Linked DNA regions of Canis lupus: region 2 is linked to region 1. A link is a contact called in public Hi-C data. All regions are on one chromosome and are shown on one strand. The core of a region is the stretch at or near the end of the contact, and the rest is flanking DNA. Distances in the headings are between cores, read along the strand shown. Region 1 has its middle 55 kb from the start of AKR1E2. Region 2 holds the start of KLF6 (Krueppel-like factor 6).

The links. Hi-C and Micro-C count contacts between places; a contact is called where the count stands out from the background.
Region 2: a contact with region 1 is called in a Hi-C map of skin fibroblasts, with 5 times the contacts expected there. The contact joins the promoter of KLF6 here to the enhancer-like site in region 1. A contact is called at or near these places in 2 of 9 Hi-C or Micro-C datasets (amygdala and skin fibroblasts).

The regions. Positions count from the first base shown.
Region 1 is chr2:29,790,734-29,794,944 of UU_Cfam_GSD_1.0, reverse strand. No RefSeq gene overlaps it. Among named protein-coding and RNA genes, the nearest start is that of AKR1E2, 55 kb to the right of the region's middle. Within about 2 kb of position 2,029, at least 3 of the 20 cell types and tissues checked have an H3K27ac peak or open chromatin away from gene starts, as enhancers often do.
Region 2 is chr2:30,686,797-30,691,007 of UU_Cfam_GSD_1.0, reverse strand. KLF6 (Krueppel-like factor 6) reads right to left here and starts at 2,109. Exons shown (of 4, transcript XM_038530210.1): 1 at 1,752-2,109. The coding sequence starts at 1,853.

The DNA.
Region 1 (4,211 bases), core at 780-3,279:
ATGTGTAAAAAAAGGATATGGCTTTACTGTCTTCTTAATAAATCAAACAAGGAATAGTTTGTAGAATAGGAAATGTAACTTGGAGAAAATTGAATTACATTTTAAAAACAGAATAATCCTGGATGTTGTTTTGAGAGCCACAAATCTCATACTTTATCTCTTCAGTATTAACATTTCTTTCATCCTTTGAACCCCAAAAAACTAATAGTAGGTTACACATCCGAATGCAAACTAATATGTGAAATTGATTATTCCAGTATTTTGAGAAGTATTTAGAACATAAAATTAAAATTCGCATATTAATGAAATTAACCCAATTTGCAAATCCACTTACTAATCCAAATATCCAATAATAGTTGATTATTGAAAATGCCCAGCTTTAGAAAAGTAAAACGCACATAAGACTGCTCAAGTTTCTAATACTCAGCTTAGAAACATGGAGTATGAAATTTACTTTGCTGCCAGAATTTCTTCTTTCCTAAACCTGAAAATAATTCTGATGTCTTAAGCTCAAGATAATATTTCAGGCCACAGTTAAAATCATCGCTTTGTTTTTTATTCTGCCCGTGACTTGTACCAGCTATGTAATTGGGAGCTAATAGGAAAGAGTAGAAAAACACTAACTTTTTGACAACTTCTGTTTTTCTTCGAGAAGTAAAATGTACTCACTACCCCAGTGGATAAATTTACACAGGCAAATTCCCACTTAATAATATTTCCTAATAAAGTCCTTAAAATATTACTTGGCTTTTTCTTTTCTTTTTAAAGTTTGGAATTTCTCTGTCTGGTTTTGGAATCAATAAACAAATACAGTGCTACAGTACATAGGACTTGGTATGGACTCGATCAGATTCTTTAAAACATTGTTTTTTTCTGTTTCTTTTTTTAGGTTTCCTGTTGGCCTGCCCCACTGTGTTCTCCTGTGCCTTAGAAACCATATGGGGAAGTAATAAAGTGCATCTCCCTGCCCACAGATAAGCAGTGTTTATTAAACAACCAAGAGAAATAGTGAGAGCTCATTACAACCGGTTTCACGTGGCCATTCGGTCATTCAGAGCAAAGGACAAGACCAGGACACAGGAAACACCCGTGAAAAGGGACAATGGATAATGGGCAGTGGCACAGCTTAATTTTTAACAAAACACAAAAGAAGTTAGACATGACCTTAGACAAAACACAAAGCAGCAACAGCATTGCTGTCGATTGCCTTTTAAAGCTGGTTTCCTGCAAGGAGGAGGAGACAGAAACAGGCCTTTGCATCTCAAAAATGTGTTTTTCTTTAGCACCGAGTCCTGCGCACTGTAGCTGTCCTTAGTAACAGCAGAAATTGATATGGTCTCCCGAGGATTTCCTTCCTGGGAATTTCGAAGACCTGAAGACACATGCTTGAGGATTTAGCTCCATCTACAGGAAGCAGGAAATAAGACAAATTCGTTGTAAACAAAGTACACACCCTAATAGGAAGATAAGATTGTTTTTGGTTCTTGCAGATGATGCTTTGGGCTGAGAAAGTTCTGGACAAGAAAGGAAAGTGAAGGGTAGACAATACGTGGCTCATTCATTACTGAGCCTTTGGATCAACTTTAGAATTTTCATTGTAAACTTAAAAGAAAAAAAAAGTGTTGACGTAGGTTCATCCTTGGTTAAAAATTATTTTTAATTAAATTAAAAAGTACCACTCTGGTGAAGGATATTGGTTGTGGGGAGCCTATTGTGTGTGTGTGGTAGGGGGTCCAGAGGGTATATGGGAAATCTCTGTACTCGCCTCTTGATTTTTTTTTGCAAAACCTAAAACTGCTCTGGAAAAAAAAAAAACAAATATCTTTTTTAAAAATTCTCATGTAGAGTCTGCCCAGAGCCAGAAGTGTCCGTGTTCACACCCCCTCCAGGCTCAGGAAAGTATGGTCATTTTAGACATCCTAGGTCTTAGTTCTGGGTCCTGCCGATCCCCCTGCTTTCCCTGGAGCAGGGACTGCAGTCCTTCCTTTACTGAATCTGCTCCCTCCCAGGCCACATGGGCTCCCAGGGCCCCAGGGCTACGGCTTCCTCAGAACACGCGTCTAGTTCACAGGCAGGCACCCGCCACCATCTCCCTGGGTCTCCCACTCCCAGGACAGGGTGGCTGTTCTGGACCTTCTCAGGTTTGCTCTCCTTGAAGAATCTCTTCTCCAGGCCAATAACTAAGGTCAGGGGCCAGGACCAGATCATTGGGTCAAACGTACCCTTTTCAACAAGACCTTCTTTCCTTCTTTCTTTCTTCTTTAAGATTTTATTTTTAAGTAACCTCTACATCCAACGTGGGCTTCGAACTCACAAACCCAAGGACCTTCTTTAAGAAAAATACAAAAATATGTACAAGCATTGCATATTTGTTTGAAATGAAATACACATCTGCATAAATGACAAGATTTTTTAAAAGCTGAAAATGCCACAAACATCACATCTAGAAAAAAAAGATTCTTTCATTAATTAGCTGCCCAACCTCTATGATGCTTTTACCTGCATTTTTGACCATAGTGTCTTTGACCATCTCTGCCTCTGGAAATACTTTTGTAGCATAACTTTTATATATAAAAAAATAATAATATTAATTCCATTTTGTTCTGTAGCTAGGCAGGTCAGAGTCTGAGTGTTTGTTATTGAAGGTTTCGAGCAGCTCACGTCATTTTCATAATTCATTGTTGATAATTTTGCATAAATTTTTAGGATTCTCACCAAATTCAAGGAAATCTTTGTCGAGGTTATTGCTCATCTGAGCTGCAGGATTTCAGAGTATTCCAAATATCCTTGTGTAGTGAGTAATCATAAACAGTCTGCATTAACAGCACTTATTTTCCATCATGTGTGACATTTGAGAACTCTGGAAAAAAGAAAAAGGATCCAAGATTATGGCATCCATCAAAGCAAACCAAATGTCCTCCTGAGGTTATATCATGTAATCAGGTTGCTCTTGGATTCACACAATGTCACAGGGACACTTGTTTGAATAGGACAGTGTTTAATAGGACATTTTCTGTGCGTGCTACTTGGTCTCTGCTATGGACTGAATGTGTCTTCCTCAAATTTGTATGTTGAAGTCTGAATCACAATGTGATGGTATTTAGAGGTAGGGCCTTGGGGAAACGCAGCCTGTATGAGGGAGACCATTGCCCTTATAAGAAGAGACACAGAGAGGTGGCCACATTCCAGAAGACACAAAGAGAACGCGGCTCTCTGACACCCAGAGGACATGTTGATCTCAGACTCCCAGGCTCCAGAGCTGTGGGAAATCAGTGTTGGTCGCTTAAGCCCCCCAAGTCTGTGGCATCTTTATTATAGCAGCCTGGGCCAGCTGATGCAATCTGGGGCCATGAGACTCTATGGAGACAAGATGCCTGGCCGCACAGCTGTGGACTTACAGAGACAAAGGTGAGTGCTAACCTGGCAGAGACAATTCACCACCACAGGAGGGAAGGGGGTCTGGGGAAGGCTGAACTCCACTTTGACTAGTACAGAGGCTACTGGGCGTTTCGGAGAGAGGTTGAGGGGGCAAGGATGGGTACGCGGAGCTTAGTTGGGTCCCAGAAGTGAAAAGTCGGATGGGATGGGCCAGTGCATAGGCAGTTGGGGCATCATGTCTGCTAGCTGGTGATTACCAAGGCTGGGGGCTCCATCCCCCCTCCCCTCGAGACTGGGAGCCAGGCCCCATCCCTGCTGATGGTTGTATTATAGAGGAATGGGTTTCACATTCTTGAGAAAGACACTCCTGACAGCTGTTTCCCCATGGAAATGCTAGAAAATGACCAGATTATGTAAATACTTCTCACTAAGCCCAAGCTAAAGGAATCCCTGACTCACTTTCCCCTTAGCCACATCCCCCAACTCTCCGTGGTGTGTCCACTGGGAGAAGTAAGCGTAAGCGGGGAGGGGGCAGCAGAATGGAAAGAGACAGTGGCCTTTCACGTTTGCAAATTTTGATAAAACCTATTGCTGGGGCGGCGGCGGGGGGGGAACACTGGTGGAGCTTCTTCAAGGTTCTGGAGGGGGTCTGTGCAAGCGGGATTCCGGGATCATTAATGTTTTGGGCAATTCTGGCTGTCGGGGTGGGTCTCAATCCCCTTCTGTCCAGGAAACCTGGAACCTTCTGTGAGCATCTGCCCCGCCCACGAAACAAGGCTTCCTGAGCTGGATTCCCCTGTGAAGAAGGGGGAAGACCAGTGGAGGTGTTTTCT
Region 2 (4,211 bases), core at 860-3,359, 900 kb before region 1:
CTACGGAATACGGCACAGCCCCGTCCCCCTCCCCGCAGACTCGTCACACAGCGAGCGTGAGCAAGCGGGGGGGGCGGGGGGGGGGGGACGACAATCATTGTTTTCTCTCTTGTGCCCTCAAATTAGACATCTGAGTTCCAGTGCCCACTACAGGGTTCCGAGAAGCAGTGTTCCGAGGAGCGGCGGCAGGCAAGGTACGTTGCTGATGCGCCAAGGAGAAAGGAAAGCACATTTGCCTCGATCCTGTTAAACTTTCATAATCTGGCTAATTTGAAATCTCCATTATGCTGATAAGCACTGGGGACCGAGACGGAGCTCTTGGAGAGTTTAAAAGGCTCCGGAGGCGACCGGGAGCTCAGCCTGGCTTGGGGCCCAAATCCCAAATGCCCGAAGGAAACTACTTAGATCAATTTCAATCACGTCCTAGGGAGCAGCTTCTTTAGGAGGAAGGGGGGGGGAGGGGAGAGGAAGGCAGGATCGGGCTTGGAACAATTAAGCAGGCATGTGAAGGTTGCAACACTTTGCATTTCATCCCTTTTAAAAGCTTTCTAGGCTTTGAAACGCACAGAATATGTTTGATCTGCTAATTCACTTTGTGACAAAAAGCAAACAGCCAGGCAGGGCACGGAGACAGCCCCGACCCCTCCTTCTATCTTTTTAAAGACAATGGGACAAGTGTCACAATCTCTCTTCTCCCTTCAGGCAATCCTCACGAATTGGGGGAGTGGGAGGAGGTGGGGGGGGAGAAGAGGTTAACTTTCCTAAATGTCCAATGTCAAAAAACTCCAGTTCCACTAAAAAAAAAGAAAAAGAAAAAGAAAAAGAAAAAGAAAAAAAAAAGAAAGAAAAGAAAAAAACAGGAAAAAAAAAACATGCCGGAAACCGAGACTCTTCTCCTCAAACTCAGACTTAAAGCAATTTGGACCGGCTCATTGTCATATGACTGAGAAGTCACTGGTTGTGCAAACATTGTTGGCTTTTTTTTTTTTTTTCCTCCTCTCTCTTTCTGGTCAACAAAAGACGCAGGTAAAGAAAAACAAGGCAGATCGAAACACATCTTAAGGATTTCCAAAGAGGAAGGAGAAACTGGAAATGGCCCAGGAGGGACAACGAGCTGGTGGAAAGATTTCACTGGTGACATTTTTAATTGGGGGGGGGGGGGACAAAAACTGTCAGTACAAACATAAAAAAAAAAAAAAAAAAGCAAAACACAAACGATTTCTCCATTTCGGAAAAAAAAAAAAAAAAGGCAACAACAAACCCTTGGCACTGTACGGCGGCTCCCAGGAGCAGCTCCAGCGGCGGAGAGTGGAGCTGCTGGGAGCAGCAAAGTTCTGCCCAGGGCTGCCCAGGGCAGAAGCCGCGAGCCCGGGGCTGCCCTCCCGAGGCTGCGCCCCTGCAGCCCGGGCCCCGGCCGCCGCGCCGCGCTCCGGTGACAGCCCTGCTCCGCGCCGTCCCCGGCTCCTCGCAGGTGCCTCCCGCACGCACGCAGCACAGGCTCGTTCTCAGGCTCAGGATTTTATGTATTTATTTTATTTTTTTTATTTTTAACAAAATGTACGCAAACCATCCAAAACAAAAAACAAAAAAAACAAAAAACACAAAAAAAAAACAAACAAACAAAAAAAAAGAAAAATAAGAGAAGGAGGAGGAGGAGGAGGAGCGCGCACGCCGGAGCGCCGAGCATCCAGCCCGCGCGGGCTTGCACGGTGCTGGCGGCCCGGGCACCTGGCCCCGCGAGCGCGGCTTACCTGTTGCCAGTACTCCTCCAGGGAGGGCAGCGCCGAGAAGTAGCCGGTCTCGTGCACGATCTGCAGCTCCTGGAAGATGCTGCACATGGGCAGTACGTCCATGTCGGGCTGGAAGAGGCAGTCCCCGCCGCCGCCGAGAACGCAGGGAGCTGTGCGGGCTGGAGCCGGGAGCGCAGCGGCCGTGCCTGCAGCGCCGGGGAAAGTTTCATGCAAACTCAGCGCGCAGCAGTGAGGCGCCGCGGGTTCGGATCCTGCCGGAGCCCGGAGACGCGCTCGCGAGCCCACACAATATTTGCAAACACCGGACTGACTGCAAACGTAACCCCTGCAAAACTTCCCTATTCAAAGCTCCGCTGCCAGCCTCCCCCCTCCTCCCCGCCCGGCTCCCCCCACTCCCTCCCCCCACGTGACTCGCCCATGCCCGCCCCGCGCGCCGCCCAATCACGCTGCGCCCGGCCCGGGGGCCGCGCGCCGGTGATGTCAGCTCCGGCCAATGGCGGGCGGCGACTCACAGCGGCCCCGCCTGGCGTGACCGAGCCTCTCCGTCAGCCGCCCGGCCATTGGCCCAATTCGAACTTCAGGCGGCGCTGATTGGACGGCGTCCTCGCAGGCTATTTTTAGCAGGGTATATAAGGCGCGGGCCGCCGCGCGCCGGAGGAGTCGGCGCTGGGAGGTGCGGGCCGAGCGGCTCAGTGCGCCCGCGGCCGCCCGACCGGCCGAGCCGCTCCTCCGCCCGCGCCCGGGCCCGGACCCGGACCCCGGACCCCGGACCCCCCGCTCCCCGCTCCCCGCTCCCCGGCCGCGTCACCCAGGCCCCGGGACGCTCCGCGCCCCGCCCCCCGGACCCGGTCCCGGTCCCGGTGCCCCCGCCGAGCCGCTCCGTGCGCCGCGCTGCCCGGCCGGCCGCCCTCGGGCCTCCGCGCCCCGGCCCCGGCCCCGGCCCCAGCCCCGGCCCTGCCCCCGGACGCCCCTCCGTCCCCCCGCCCCGCGGCCGCCCCGGGCCTCGCCTCCGCCCTGGCATCCTCTGCCCCCGCCCCCGCCGTGCACCCGCCCCGCCCCCCGTGCGTGCCCCCTGCCCCCTCCCGTGCATCCTCCCCTGCCTCCCTCGCCCATCCTCCCTGCTCCCCTCGCCCATCCTCTGCCCCCCCCCCCCCCCCCCCCGTGCATCCTCCTCGGCCCCCCTCATCCATCCTCTGCTCCCCTCACCCATCCTCCTCTGCCCCCCTCACCCGTCCTCCCTGCCCCCCTCACCCATCCTCCTCGGCCTCCCCCCTCCCATGCATCCTCCCCTGACCCCCTCGCCCATCCTCCCTGCTCCCCTCGCCCATCCTCTGCCCCCCCTCCCCCCCGTGCATCCTCCTCGGCCCCCCTCATCCATCCTCTGCTCCCCTCACCCATCTTCCTCTGCCCCCCTCACCCGTCCTCCCTGCCCCCCTCACCCATCCTCCTCGGCCTCCCCCCTCCCGTGCATCCTCCCCTGCCTCCCTCGCCCATCCTCCCTGCTCCCCTCGCCCATCCTCTGCCCCCCCTCCCCCCCGTGCATCCTCCTCGGCCCCCCTCATCCATCCTCTGCTCCCCTCACCCATCTTCCTCTGCCCCCCTCACCCGTCCTCCCTGCCCCCCTCACCCATCCTCCTCGGCCTCCCCCCTCCCATGCATCCTCCCCTGACCCCCTCGCCCATCCCCTCTGCTCCCCTCGCCCATTCCCTCTGCCCCCCTCACCCATCCTCCCCTGCCCCCCCTCCTCCATCCTCCTCTGCCCCCAGTGCATCCTCCTCGGGCTTCCCCCTCTCCCGTGCATCCTCCCGTGTCCCCCTCGCCCATCCTCCTCAGCCCCCGTCATCCATCCTCTCTGCCCCCCTCGCCCATCCTCCCCGCCCCCGTGCATCCTCCCTGCCCCCCCACCCATCCTCCTCTACTCCCCTCACCCATCCTCTTCTGCTCCCTCATCCGTCCTCCCTGCCCCCTCACCCATCCTCCTCTGCCCCCCTTGCCCATCCTCCCCTGCCCCCCTCGCCCATCCTCCCCTGCCCCCCTCGCCCATCCTCCCCTGTCCCCCTCACCCATCCTCCTCTGCCCCCCTCATCCGTCCTCCCTGCCCGCCTCACCTATCTTCCTCTGTGCCCCTCATCCAATCTCCTCCGTCCCCTGCCTCCATCCTCTTCTGCATTCCCTGTCCATCCTCTGTCCTCTGATTGACTCCGTCTCCTCTGACCCGTCTGTGTCCCCCGTCCACCCTCCTCTACCTCTCCTATCTTGCACTATCTCCCTCCATGCTCCTCTGTCCCCCACCCTCTTCTGTCCTCCCACCTTGTCCCCCTCTGTTCCTCTCTGTCCTCTGCTCCTACCTCATTCCCCCTCTGTCCTCATCCTCTTCTGTCCCCCGTCCATCCTCCTCTGTCCCTCAGTCCCCCTCCGCTCTGTCCCCTCCATCCCTCCCCTCCAACTCCAGATCCACCC